2 separate regions of the Mus musculus genome follow, and region 1 is linked to region 2. The links are chromatin contacts, called in public HiChIP or PLAC-seq maps. All regions are on one chromosome and are shown on one strand. The core of a region is the stretch at or near the end of the contact, and the rest is flanking DNA. Distances in the headings are between cores, read along the strand shown.

What was found. HiChIP or PLAC-seq counts read pairs in DNA pulled down with a chosen protein or histone mark.
Region 1: a contact with region 2 is called in an H3K27ac HiChIP or PLAC-seq map of CD8 T cells, with 8 times the contacts expected there. The contact joins the enhancer-like site here to the promoter of Pim1 in region 2. A contact is called at or near these places in 2 of 39 promoter capture datasets (embryonic stem cells and liver), 8 of 115 datasets of contacts at active chromatin or transcription factors (CD8 T cells, the SCID.adh cell line, effector CD8 T cells and 2 more) and 3 of 9 other capture datasets (adipose tissue, liver and pancreatic islet).

Annotation. Positions count from the first base shown.
Region 1 is chr17:29,529,040-29,536,305 of GRCm38.p6, forward strand. All of the region lies in intron 2 of Tmem217 (transmembrane protein 217), which reads right to left. Among named protein-coding and RNA genes, the nearest start is that of Tmem217, 17 kb to the right of the region's middle. Within about 2 kb of position 3,107, at least 80 of the 459 cell types and tissues checked have an H3K27ac peak or open chromatin away from gene starts, as enhancers often do. A contact at or near this core is called in CD8 T cells, the SCID.adh cell line, effector CD8 T cells and 1 more, where this site is marked.
Region 2 is chr17:29,488,586-29,495,382 of GRCm38.p6, forward strand. It overlaps Pim1 (proviral integration site 1), which reads left to right and starts at 2,200. Exons shown (of 6, transcript NM_008842.4): 1 at 2,200-2,640; 2 at 2,740-2,846; 3 at 2,935-2,985; 4 at 3,080-3,446; 5 at 5,137-5,313; 6 at 6,005-6,797. The coding sequence starts at 2,559. The coding sequence ends at 6,162. It overlaps Gm26885 (predicted gene, 26885), which reads right to left and starts at 2,959. Exons shown (of 4, transcript NR_168683.1): 1 at 2,592-2,959.

The sequences.
Region 1 (7,266 bases), core at 1,857-4,356, 41 kb after region 2:
TGCTGAGCTTAAAGATGTGTACCATCAGAGTTGGCCTAAAACTGCTTTATTTGTTTCTTGTTTGTTTTTTGAGGCAGGGTCTCATTATATAGCTCCAGTGTCCTGATCAGGCTGGCCTTATACGCACAGAGATCTGCTTATCTTGCAAGTGCTATGATAAAGGAATGTGCCATTATACTTGGCCTAAAACTACATTTTAAAAAGTATCTGTCTAGTTAGGTGGTGGCGCAGGCCTTTAATCCCAGTGCTTGGGAGGCAGAGGCAGGTGATCTCTGAGTTTGAGGCCAGCCTGGTCTACAGAGTGAGTTCTAGGACAGCCAGGGTTGCACAGAAAAACCCTGTCTCAAAACAAAACAAAACAAAACAAACAAAAAAGTTTTTAAAAACTATCTATCTATCTATCTATCTATCTATCTACCATCTATCCATCCAGTGGTTGGTTTTTTTGTTTTTGTTTTTGTTTTGTTTGTTTGGGTTTTTTTGTTTGTTTTTTTGAGACAGGGTTTCTCTGTGTAGCCCTGGCTGTCCTGGAACTTACTCTGTAGACCAGGCTGGCCTCAAACTCAGAAATCTGCCTGCCTCTGCCTCCCAAGTGCTGGGATTAGAGGCCTGTGCCACCACTGTCCAGCTCTTTTTGGCTTTTTTTGTTTGTTTTGTTTCTGTTTTTGTTTTTTTGAGACAAAGGGTTTCACTGTTTAGCCTTGGCTGTCCTGGAACTCACTCTGTATTACAATGCTTGCATTACAAGCATGTCTGGATTTTTGGTTCTTGTTTTGTTTTGAAAATGTGGGTTCGAGCCGGGCAGTGGTGGCGCACGCCTTTAATCCCAGTACTTGGGAGGCAGAGACAGGTGGATTTCTGAGTTCGAGGCCAGCCTGGTCTACAAAGTAAGTTCCAGGACAGCCAGGGCTACACAGAGAAACCCTGTCTCAAAAAACCAAAAAAAAAAAAAAAAAAAAAAAAAGAAAATGTGGGTTCTAGGGATAGAACTCAGGTCATCATGGAGTTCATCACACTTACAAAGGTGCACTGAGTGATATGCTCATATATTTGAATGTTTGGTCCGCAGTTGGTGGAACTGTTTGGGAAGGATTGGGGGGCATTGCCTTGTTGGATTAGGTGTGTCACGGGGGGTGGGATAGGGTTTGAGGTTTCAAAAGTCCATGCCAGGCCCATTCTCTCCCCTCTCTGTCTCTGTCTCTCTCACTGCTGCTTGTGGATAAGATGTAAGCTCCCCGCTGCCACTCAAGCGCCATGTCTGCCAGCCTGCCTGCCTGCAGCCACGCTTTCTGCCTTGACGGTCATCAGCTCACCCTCTGAAACTGTGAGCTCCGAAGTTAAATGCTTTCTTTTATAAGTTGATTTGGCCATGGTGTCTTCTCATAGCAATATGGCAGTAACTGAGACACAAGGCAAGGGAATTTATGGACTGAGCTATCTCCTTCAGACCTTAAAGCTTCGATTTTCTGTTTCTGTTTTGTTTGAGACTGGGTCTTACTGTGTAGCCCTGGCTGGCCTGGAACTCACAGATCTGCCTGCTTCTGTCTAGAGAGCTGGGCTCAAGGCATCTTTAACTACGCAAGGCTCAAAACACATTTTACTGGTGCCCCACCACCACCCCAATGTTGGCTTACAAATTCCATTGCCGCTTCTTGCTCCTCCTCCTCTCCCCGCCCTCTTCCTGGCCCCTCCCACTGGCTCTTACCTCCTGCGCGCTCTCTCTCTCCTCTCTCCTCTCTCTCTCTCTCTCTCTCTCTCTCACACACACACACACACACACACATACACACACATAGAGGAATTAAAATCTAGGACCCACATGTGAGAGAACGCAGGTCCTATTTGTCCTTTTGAGCCTGGTTTATTCTACTTCTACTTCATTTACTTCATTCGAGGATTTCCAGCTTCATCCATTTCTCTGCAAATGTCACTATTTCATATTATTTCACAGCTGAATGATTTCCACAGTCTGTACCTTCCGCATCTCCTCCATCCATCAATCCTTCCATCAGCTGATGGATATCCATGCTGGTCCCACTCCTAGATGTCTTGGGTTTCTGAGACAGAAGGCGAGGGGTGTCTTAGCTGCCTGTTTTGCCTCAGGGCCCCTCCTAAAGTAAAGGTCTGGAGCGGCTGCCAGCTGAAGGCTGTCCTCCGAGGAGGGTCCTTTCACTCACCTGGCTGTTGGTAGCTCCTGGCCAGAAACCTCAGCTCTCTTCTTCTGGCCTGTTTTAAGGGCTGCCTGAGTCTCCTTGTGCCATGGCTGCAGGCTTTCCTCGAGGGTAACTGTTTGGTAGCAGCAGAGAATGGCTGTGTCTTTTTTTTTCTTTTAAATTTTATGTGGTTGAGTGCCTTTCTGCATGTAGGACCGCCAGGTGCCTGCAGTGCCCATAGTAGCCCGAAGAGGGCGCCAGTTGGAGCCCGAGGAACTGGAATTACACAGGCAGTTGTGAGCAGCAAATGCTCTTACCACTGAGCCATCTCTCCAGCCCTGCGGTCTTGCTTCTTATAGGCTTACTAAAGGCTAACCACAGGGCTGCGCACACAGTCCTGGCCGATGGCAGCCTCCGCTCATCACCCCAGGGTGATGAGGCTTTGAGCTTTCTTCTCAGCCAAGTAGCCAGCATCCAACCCAGCAGGGTGTGTGTGTGTGTGGGGGGGCACTCTCTAGGGGGCACAACCTGCTACCTCCCCAGTTTTCCCAACAGGAGAGAAATCCCAGATACTGTAGGGAAGCTAGGGTCTTCCCTTCTTCCTGTATTCTTCCAGGCCAAACTCTTGCTCAAGAGATCAGATTTCCCAAAACAAAAACCCAATCCTCTCCAACACAGAAAGAAAACCAGCCTGCCATGCTTGACAGTGAGTCAGCTGACAAGCAGGGAAACCAGTCCCCACTGGGGATGGGCGAATGCAGACAATAAACCACAGGGCTGCGCACACAGTCCTGGCCGATGGCAGCCTCCGCTCATCACCCCAGGGTAGCTCTACACATCCCTTGCTATGTCTATAATCTTTTCTTTCTCCAGTGCCTTTTCTCTACTTGGCTCTTTCCTCTGGGTCTTTCAGGTCTCCTACGCGGTGTCAGGGTCCCACGGTAGCTTCCTTTCTGTGGTCACTGGCTGACTGCCAACTTGCCTCTCACTAGCAGGCCAATCAGGAGTGCCCCGGAAGCTCTCCTCTGCGCTCCTTTCTTCCACAGGATGTCAAACACATCTCTGAGAACTTTCAGTGAATTCTCACTGTTCAATGCTCAGAACTGGGGTACATGGGCACCCCTAGCCACGGTATCACCATAGCTGCCATAGACAAATATTTATGCCAGGACTAGAACTCAGCTGCCTTATTCCACTAGCAAGGAGCCCTCTTGATGAAGAATATGGAGTTTGTTCTGCTCAGGACCCGTTTTCCTTGAATGTGGAGGTCTCTGATGTGGGACAGGACCTTCCCTTCCTTAGTGTAGCAATTGCGCCTTCCACAGACAGCCACACAGTTGGCCAGAATAAAGTTTAGATTTCCAAGTATCACTTGCAGCTAATGGCTATGCTACCAAAGGGTTTTTATTTATTTATTTATTTATTTATTTATTTATCTATTTAGTGTGTTTATTTTTGGACCAGAGGAAGGGAGTATTTTGAGATAGGGTTTCTCTGTGTAGCCTTTACTGTCCTAGAACTCACTCTGGCCTTGAACTCAGAGTTCTGCCTGCCTCTGCTCAGATTAAAGGAGTGCACCACTGCCCAGCTTGGAAGTTGGTAGCCTGGTTGCTACCAACGTTTTTTAAATGACATTTTATTCATTTTGTGTGCATGCAAGAGTTATGGTTGTGGATGTGAGCATGCCACAGTGTGTTTGTGGAGGTTGGATGACAACTTTTGGGAGTAGGCTTTCTTCTTCCACCTTCATGAGGGTCCTAGGAAAATGGAACTTGGACTTTCAGCCATCTTGTTTGGCTTTTGATGCCTCGTGTAGCCTGGGATTGCCATGAATCCATTATGACTTTGAAATCCTGATCCTTCTGCCTCTACCTCCAGTGTCGGGGTCACAGGCTTGGAACCACTGTGTCTGGCTTGATGCTGTCAATTTGTAAGAAAGGGCTGAGAAGAGAAGAAACCAAGGTGGCCATCTGTATTAAATATCAGACTCCTGTCGTTCCTCTTTGTCATCCAGATGGCTCAGAGGTATTTACGGGAGGGGCCCAGCTAGGGACACTTGCACTATCACAGACCCCTGCTTCTACAGACAGAACAACAGAGAAAAGAGATGGAGACCCCTGAGGGTTTCACAGAGCAGACCCCCATTGTGTTTTAAACTCCCACAGGAGAGGGTTAAATGACTGTCCTGCTGTATTCACCTCATGTTATTTTGTAGCCAGGCTGAAAGGATAAAACTGCCTTGAATGATCTACCTTACAAGCATTCTAAAGTCTGCCACAGCTGGGGCCAGGGATGGCTCTGTGGTTAAGAGGGCTTACAGTCCTTGGGGAGGACCCCAGCTCAGTTCTCAACTCATGAAGGCAGCTCTCAGCCGCTTTAGGAGATTCAACGTCATCTTCTGGACTTTGAGGAACTTACACATGTGCACATATATGCATAATAATTAAAAATAAAATGAATCTGGCCACTCCAGCAAGAGAAGCAGAGTCCCCGAGGCTGATCCTCAATGCTGTAGCAGACCACCTGCTTCCCCTCACTCTCTGCCCCCATGCCCAATGGATTAAGCAGATTCTAGTGGAACACCCTGCTTCCCTCCCTCTTATGGACCCCTTCAGCATTCTCACCAGCCCAGCCCATTCTTAAGTGTCAGCGCTTAACTCCTAGAAACCTATTTTTCTGGAACCCACAGTAGCCACACCTATCAGGATCCCAGAATTTCCTACCAGGCAACACAAACCCTCCTAAGAACCGGAGAGGAAACAGAAACCGAGGAACAAAACACCCGCCCAACAAAGACGAGACCGGATATCAGCCCCAGAATCACAATCTTTCCAAGCTCAGATGTCTAGACATCAACATGAAAACACAGTAACAGTTGGGGCACGGTAACCACGAGGGCCCAGCAACCCTACCACAGCAGGCTCAGGGTATTGCAGTGGAGCTGAAACGCAAGAAAAAGACCTGAAAATGGCCTCTATGATATGACGGAGAAGCTTAAAGAGGAAGCGAATCGATCCCTTAAAGAAATCTATGAAAATGCAAACCATGGAAGGAAATGCACAAAACACTTCAAGACCTGAACTAGAACCAACAAACAACCAAGACCCAAAGTGAAGGAGATGTGGAGATGAAAAGGGTTAGGATTTCAAACAGGAACCTAGAGGTAAACTAACAGAACAAAAGAGGTGAAAGGGCTGGGCGTGGTGGTGCACGCCTTTAATCCCAGCACTCGGGAAGCAGAGGCAGGCAGATCTCTGAGTTCGAGGCCAGCCTGGTCTACAGAGTGAGTTCCAGGTCAGCCAGAGCTACACAGAGAAACCCTGTCTTGAAAAGAGAAGAAGAAGAAGAAGAAGAAGAAGAAGAAGAAGAAGAAGAAGAAGAAGAAGAAGAAGAAAAGAAAGAAAGAAAGAAAGAAAAAGAGATGGAAGAGAGAATCTCAGACATTGAGGACATGATAGAAGAAATGGACACTTTAGTCAAAGAAAATGTTAAATCTTTTAAAAGGAAAAATAGGCACAAAACATCCAGAAAATCTGGGACACATTGAAAAGACCAATTCTGAGAATAATGGGAAGAGAGGAAGGAGAAGAAACCCAGGACAACAGCACAGAAAACGTTATCAACAAAACCATAGAAGAAAATTTCCCCATCCTAAAGGAGGAGGTGCCTGTTGAGGTAGAAGGAGCTTCCAGAACACCAAAGAGACTGGACCAAAAAGCAAGTCCCTTCAGCACATAATAATTGAAACACTAAGTGTACAGAACAAAGACTATTAAAAGCCATGAGGGAAAACTATCAAATAGCATATAAGGCAGACCTATAGAACCATATTCAGCTTCTCTCTGTCTCTGTCTCTGTCTCTGTCTCTGTCTCTGTCTCTGTCTCTCTCTCTCTCTCTCTCTGTCTTTTCTTTCAAGACAGGGTTTCTCTGAGTAATAGCCCAGGCTGTCCTCGAATTCACAGGCATCCACCTGTGTCTGTCTCGGAAGTGCTGGGACTAAAGGCATGCACCACCCCCCCAGCTCTACACCTAACTTCTCAATAGACTTTAAAAACAAGAAGGGTCTGGACAGATGTGCTGCAGACTCTAAGAGTCCACAGATGCCAGCCCAGATTAATCTACTCAGCAAAACTTTCCATCACAATAGACAGAGAAAGGACACACTTCATGATAAAACCAAACTCAGGCAATATTTATCTACAAATCAAACCCTACAGAAGGTGCTAGAAGGAAAACCCCAACCTAAAGAGGTCAGCAACAGCCATGAAAGCACAGGAAATAATCTCAGCAAATCAAGAGCAGGGAAACACACACACACACACATACACACACACACATACACACACACACACACACACACACACACACACACACACCACTCCACCATTACCATCATCACTACCACTGCAAGAACAAAACAACAGGAATCAATAAGCCGTGCTCACTGAAGTCTGTGGTGGTTTGAGTAGGCACCATCCCATAGGCTCCTGTATTTGAATGTTCAGTTACTGGGGAGTGGTGATACTTGACTGGGAATAGGAGATGTGTCATTGGGGGTTGGGCTTTGGAGTTTCAAATGCTCAAGCCAGACCCAGTGTCTCTCTCTCTTCCTGCTGCCTGCTTCTCTGGGCATAGATTTCTCAGCTACCTCTCTGGCACCATGTTGGTCTGTGTGCCACCATGCTTCCCGCCATGACAATAATGGGCCGGACCACTGACTGTAAACAAGCTCCCAATTAAATTCTTTCTTTTATAAGAAATGGTCATGGTGTCTTTTCACAGCAGTAAAACACTAAGATAATATCCCTCAACACCCAAGGTCTCAATTCCCCAATATACAGAAACAAACTAACAGAAAGGATACTAAATCAGGATACATCCTGCTGCTGCACCGCCCCCACTTCCCCCCCCCCAAAAGCAAATGGATCTAAGAAGCAAGCTGGTAGAGTTATTTTAATATCTGACAAAATAGACTAATCAGAAGAGATAGGGATGGATGGGCACTACACATTCATCACAGGGAAAAACCAACCAAGGACAGACGTTCTTAACATCTATGCATCGACACAAGGGCACCCAAGTTCATAAAAGCAACACTGTTACAGCAGTTTA
Region 2 (6,797 bases), core at 950-3,449:
CCATCAGATGGGTGGCAGTGAACGAAGGCTTAGAATTTGTTCAGCAAAAAAATGTGGAAATACACGCGCCTTGTTCAGAACGCAAGGCTTTGAATAAGCGACAGGACTGGAGTGTATGTAGGTTGGTGACAGGGTGCATGTGTAAGACCCTGGATTGATTTCCCAACATCAGACACATTCCGAGAAGAGGACAGGGCACTTTGGACAGGTGGACTTAGTTTTCAGAGGCACAAAGTCTGGAATGTGCTGGGAGATTGAAAACAAGTGGAAATAGTCCTGTTTGGACAGAGCTGAGGGCCTGATAGAGAACTGGAGGTAGTTGTACTGGTGTTTAACACATATTTATTTATAGACAGAGTTTCTCTTTGTAGACAAGGCTGGCCTGGTTAGAATGTTGTGGTTTTAACGTTGGGCACCACTCTAGGCATACCTGTTTTCTGATTGCCTGCTCAATACCAGTGCCATAGATGTTTTTAGGCTGATTAAAGGGAGAGCTCTGAACCCTCAGGAGCAGAATTTGGGCCATTCTCTCTGCTGTCGTATGACCCTGTGTCATCCCAGTGACGAGTCATTTTCCTATCTGCAAAAAAGGAAGTAATTCTCCTTCCCCTGGGTTTTTCTCCTTTCGTCATCAGAAATGAATGAGTTAGTCCACAGAACACAAACAAAGGGAAATATGTAATGTTTTGTAAGAGGCATCCATAAAAGTTATGGAGTCTCTGGGCATCTTTATAAGCAGCATGGAAAACTTGTAAAGGAAGCATTTAAACGCGTGCGCTAATGACTACATCCACAACAGGCTCGTTCCTCCTTTAAAGATCTCTCAGACCTAAGAACAACAACAAAAATAACGAACAAGGGGTGTAGCTGGCTGTCCATGACTCTGGCCACCAGTATCTCAGTTTATATGGATTACACAGAATGAGAGTTTACCCATTTCCACACGTCGTTATCAACTCTCCATGAAGTTCAAAAGGACAAAAGATGAAAGCGGACTCGGCTAGCTTTCCGTGGTATTTCCACGTGCATGTGGGGACTTTCCTTTGAGACAAGGCTGGGGTGGGGGCCAATAATATCTGGTATCGCCTGACTGCTAATACCAAGCTGATGAGAAGGTAACTACCGCAACAACCTCTGATTAAACCCAGCGGCACCCTCCCACCCTCGCCCGCGATCAGGAATTTTCCTGCTCCTCCCGCCCTCTCAGAAGGGGCTGAGGCAGCATTTGGCAAGAGAAAGCTAACGTTTGTGTCGTGATTTCCTCTCTCAGGCGCTCGGACATGGACCGAGGGGATCAGGTACCCCGGGTCCCTTCTAATTCTCTCTGCATTTCTAAATTGAGAATCTTTGTCACCGGCTCCTCGCATCCCAGGTCTCCCCCACTTTTCCTCGCAGGCCTGTGACTGGCCTCGGTGTGCAAAATGCCGGTGACTCACGTCTTGCACAGCCTTCGCCCCCAAAAACACAATCATCACCCCCAGGATCTAGCCCACATAACATCGTCAACCCGCCCCAGCAGCCTTGGAGGTCTCCGGGCTGAGTCACACCAGAGGACCACCCTGGTCGGCATCCACACACACGCGGTCCCTACTCATGGCTTCCGCGCCCGCCACACCAACGCCCTTCCATTTCTCACAACTTGCTACGCTCCAGCTCCAATCCTCGACCCCCCTCCACAACCCAAATCTCCGGGAAACACAGAGCCGGCAGAGCTGGCCTCGGGCGGCCTTTGATGGCTTTGTTATTGTTTGGGTTTGAATCGATACGCCCCTCCCCATCCTTCCTCCCCCGCCCGCGCGCGCCACCCAGCTCCCGCCTCCCTGCACGCCCAGCGCCCCTCCCCCTCCGTTTTGGCGCCTTTTCCTTCCCGCCACGTCGTGGCGGCGTTAGCGACCATTCTGACCGCGAGGCGAGAGGCGGGGCCCGCAACGCCTTATGCAAATAGGGCGTCTTCTGGTTGGCTGAAGCCGCGCCCGAGGGCGGGGCCGGGGAGAGGGGTGTAGCCGCGAGGGGGCGGAGCGGAGGGGAGCGGCCCTGGTCCCGCCGCCTCCCCGCCCCCTCTCCGCCCTCCGCCGCCGAGCCAGCCCGGCTCCCCACCTCGGCCTCCCGGAGAGGCCCCGCCCCGTCCCCGCCCGCCGCGCGCGCCCTCCCCAGCGGCGCGCTCCGCCCCTTTACTCCTGGCGGCGGGGCGAGCCGGGCGTCTGCAGCAGCGGCCGTGGCGGCGGAGGAGGCTGGAGGGGAGTCGGCAGTGCCGGCGGCGGGATCGGCAGTAGCAGCAGCAGCAGCAGTCACAGTCAGCAGCAGCCCTGGGTCCCGCAGCGCCTCTCGCCCTGCCGCCTCCCGCACTGCCTGACCCAGCCGGCGAACCCGCCCGCGGCCAGCCCCGCCAGCGCCCTCAGTCGTCCTCCGACTCGCCCTCGGCCTTGCGCGCCAGCCGCAGCCAGAGCCGCAACGCCACCCGCAGTCTGAGTCCCGGCCGTCGGCTCAGCCCCAGCTCGCTCCGCCGCCGCTGCTGCTCGTCCCGGCACCGGCGCCGCACCGACACCCTGGAGGTGGGGATGCTCCTGTCCAAGATCAACTCCCTGGCCCACCTGCGCGCCGCGCCCTGCAACGACCTGCACGCCACCAAGCTGGCGCCGGGTGAGTGTCCCCACCCCACCCTGGGCGCGCGGGTCGTTGGGACGCCGGGAGACCCCCGCGTGGGTCGAGCGCGCTGAGTGTCCCGTGCCTCTTTCCTAGGCAAAGAGAAGGAGCCCCTGGAGTCGCAGTACCAGGTGGGCCCGCTGTTGGGCAGCGGTGGCTTCGGCTCGGTCTACTCTGGCATCCGCGTCGCCGACAACTTGCCGGTGAGTGGGCAACGCCGCCTCGGGGAGGGCGCGCGGAGGGATGCTTTGAGCAGGAGGGTCTGATGGAGACTCGGGGGTCTTCTTCCAGGTGGCCATTAAGCACGTGGAGAAGGACCGGATTTCCGATTGGGGAGAACTGGTGAGTGAGCCGGAGCCAGAGACCCTCTCATGGGTGGGTGGGTGGCGACGGGCGTGCCGGAACCGGCGCGCTAACCCTCGCCCTCACTCTGCAGCCCAATGGCACCCGAGTGCCCATGGAAGTGGTCCTGTTGAAGAAGGTGAGCTCGGACTTCTCGGGCGTCATTAGACTTCTGGACTGGTTCGAGAGGCCCGATAGTTTCGTGCTGATCCTGGAGAGGCCCGAACCGGTGCAAGACCTCTTCGACTTTATCACCGAACGAGGAGCCCTACAGGAGGACCTGGCCCGAGGATTCTTCTGGCAGGTGCTGGAGGCCGTGCGGCATTGCCACAACTGCGGGGTTCTCCACCGCGACATCAAGGACGAGAACATCTTAATCGACCTGAGCCGCGGCGAAATCAAACTCATCGACTTCGGGTCGGGGGCGCTGCTCAAGGACACAGTCTACACGGACTTTGATGGTGAGCCAGGCCCCGGGGAGGGAGCTGCCCAAGGTGCCGGCCTGGAAGCCTCTGGCGGCCTCGGCTCCGGCCCTTTGTAAAGGTCATTGGGCCGCCTGGCTCAGAGCTGGCAGGGGTGGGGCAGAGGCGAGCTTCCCGGCATAGTACAGCCGGGGATTTCGAGCTGGTTGAACGAACCTGCAACATTTCTGGCGTGATTGGGGTTTTGTTGTTGTTGTTGTTTTTGTTGTTGCTGCTGGTGTTTGCTTGTTTTTCTTTTCAGCAGGAATTTATTAAATTCCATGCTTTCCCGGTGAATAAGAGGTCGTGGGTAGCCGGCTGTAGCCCAGATTTCTAAAGTATGACCCACTTTTCCCTCCAGTAGGAGGTGGAGCCGTTGGTGGCGGGAGACATTGGTGCTGATTTTTTTCTTTTTCTTTTTCTTTTTTTTTTTTTTTCTTTTGTAGTTTTGTTTTGTGGGGGAGTTTTAAGGTAGTTCTTAGAACTGCAGGGTTTTGTTTTGTTTTGTTTTGTTTTGCTTTTGAGGGTAAAGGAATAAGAGCCGCGGTTTCACCCCACTTGGGGGTGTTGTGGGGTGACGAGGCCTGGAATGAATGTTGTGAAATAAGATCTGTTGCTGGTTTGAAAATTAGTTGGGAGTCTCCGCTGGGAGGATGAAAACCTATCTACCATAGGGAGGGGCTTGGATCGCGTTCTTTCAGCAGTGGAGGGCAGGAATAGTAGATCAAAGCGCGAGGGTGGGTCACGATCCGAGTGGCTCACCCGGACAAACTATGGCCTTTCAAAACTTGTGACTCTGGCTTGTGGTTTGAATTTCTTTGGAGGATGCCGGGCTGGGCTGCGTTTTTTGTATTTAACAGTTAATGGCTGGCTGAGTCCTCCCCTGTGTTTTTCCCCCCCTGGGCAAGTCTTTGCTGCCCCCTGTTGAGCACCACGAGGCTAGCACCTTTTTTTTTTTTTTTTTTTTTTACTCCCCAAAGTTTGTAAACAGGAATCACGTGGTCTGAAACCAGCCCTGCAACTGTACCTTTCCAGTCTAGGGAGTGGGAGAGTGCAGTGTCTATGCCTTGCTTGCATAGAACCCGGAGGAAAGCACACCCTGAGTTAGTTGTGTATAAAGGCCCTCACCTGGGCCCGGTCTAGATGAGACTGGTGTGGCAGGGCCCTGGGGTCCTTGTAGTTAAAGGCTAACCCACTGAGTGGGGCCTCTAGACTTGAGCTTTTCGGTGGCTTTATTTGTCTTTGGGCCGATGTGTAAGGGATTTGGGTTTAGGGTTTTTGGGCTCCCAGAGAGCTACCATATCATTTCTTCATTTTCTGTCTGGACCAGAGAGGCAGAGATGGAGAGAAAAAAAAAATATGGTTGTTTTAAAGTCAAATCTGCCTGTCTGCCTCCTGAGAGCTGGGATTAAAGGCATGTGCCACCAAACCCGAGCCAGGCAGTGTCTTTATTAAAAAATATTTGAAAACCTAGTGGAGGTGGTGGTTCTTGCTTTTAATCCAGCCCTTGGGAGGTAGAGGTAGGCAGATCTCCGAGTTCAAGGCCAGCCTGGCCTACAGAGTCACTTCCAGAGCTACACAGAGAAACTTTGGAGGAGAAAAAAAAAATTAAAAGAAGCGGCTCAGACTAGCTGCTTTGTTAACTTTTTTTTTGCTAATGCTGGTTTCTTTCTATTCCCTCTGCTGGTAGGGACCCGAGTGTACAGTCCTCCAGAGTGGATTCGCTACCATCGCTACCACGGCAGGTCGGCAGCTGTCTGGTCCCTTGGGATCCTGCTCTATGACATGGTCTGCGGAGATATTCCGTTTGAGCACGATGAAGAGATCATCAAGGGCCAAGTGTTCTTCAGGCAAACTGTCTCTTCAGGTAACTTCCCTCAGACACCCCCAATCCTTCCCAAACCCTGGTTCAGGGTTGGTTTGGGGATTACAAGAGTGAGAGAGTATTCCTATCCACCTTTTTATTTTTATTTATTCATTTTCTTTGGGGGAGAGTAAGGCCTTAGCCTGCCTCTGACCCCCAACTGCTGGGACTCAAGAGATGGTGGGTTTTCACTGGGTCAGAGTACTCCATTTGGGCTCAAATTGGAACAAGTTTTATATACATCCCACCCCAACCCCCAGACCCTGTAAAATCTAAGTACCAGCAGAGACCCAGTCTCTAAACAAAGTTTAAAAAAAAAAAAAAAAAAATGAAGGTTCCGGATAGTGTCAGTGGAAGGCGTGAGGTAGGTAGGTGAATTGAATCACCTCATCTTGCTCACTGGTGGCTCATCAAAACCCTTGTCATCCTTCCTATTTCTAGTGAGTGGGTGTCATGGGAAAGGCCCGAGCTATTGAAGTCTGAAACCACAGGTTTAAGAGGGGAGGCACTTTTTTAACTGAAAGCTGATTGCTGGAGGCTTTCGGTATCCGTTCTTTCCCACCGGGCAGTGTTTGGTATAAAAAGTACCGTGCCTCTTTAAAAACCCCAGACTTGTAGGTCTGGGGAAGAAGACCTTTGCATTACAAAAACAAGTTGAGTCATCTTTAACCTCTGTCTGCCCCGCCTTCTGCAGAGTGTCAGCACCTTATTAAATGGTGCCTGTCCCTGAGACCATCAGATCGGCCCTCCTTTGAAGAAATCCGGAACCATCCATGGATGCAGGGTGACCTCCTGCCCCAGGCAGCTTCTGAGATCCATCTGCACAGTCTGTCACCGGGGTCCAGCAAGTAGCAGCCTTTCTGCTGCTGTCTGTCAGACCCTCCAGGGAGGGAGAGCTTGTCTTCTGGCCTCCCAACAGGACCCTGCGTGACGATGCAGGGACAGCAATGACAACTCATTCCAGACTCCAGGTCCCTGGAGGAGCCTCCCACAAGGGAAAGAGACTACTTCACTGGTCCTGGGCCCCTCTTTGCGCGCCCCGCCCCCAGACTCAGCGTCTAGTGTTGCTGGGCTCCCCTGAATCCATCCCTGGTTGGGGGTGGGAGTGGATCAGAGCCCTGTCGATGGAACTTTAGTCACCATGGAGACTGGGTCACCAAGATGGGCCGGGGGGGGGGGGGGGGGGGGGAGAGGAAAACAGTCTGGGGGGTGGGATAAAAACTAGCACCATATTTAAGTCCCTGTCACCTCTTCCAACTCCTGAGTGCCTTCTGTGGGGACTCCGCCTGTGCTGGGAGAAATACTTGAACTTTACCTCTTACCTGCTGCTTCTCAAACTCTGCCTGGGTTTTGCTTCCTTCCTCTCCTCTCCTTTCCCATCCCCCACTTCCTATGAAAGGTGCCATGGGAGAGGCTACAGGGCCAACTGCTGAGCCACCTGCCCCTTTTCTGTCTCCTTTAGTAAAATTCCCAAGCAAACTGGTCTT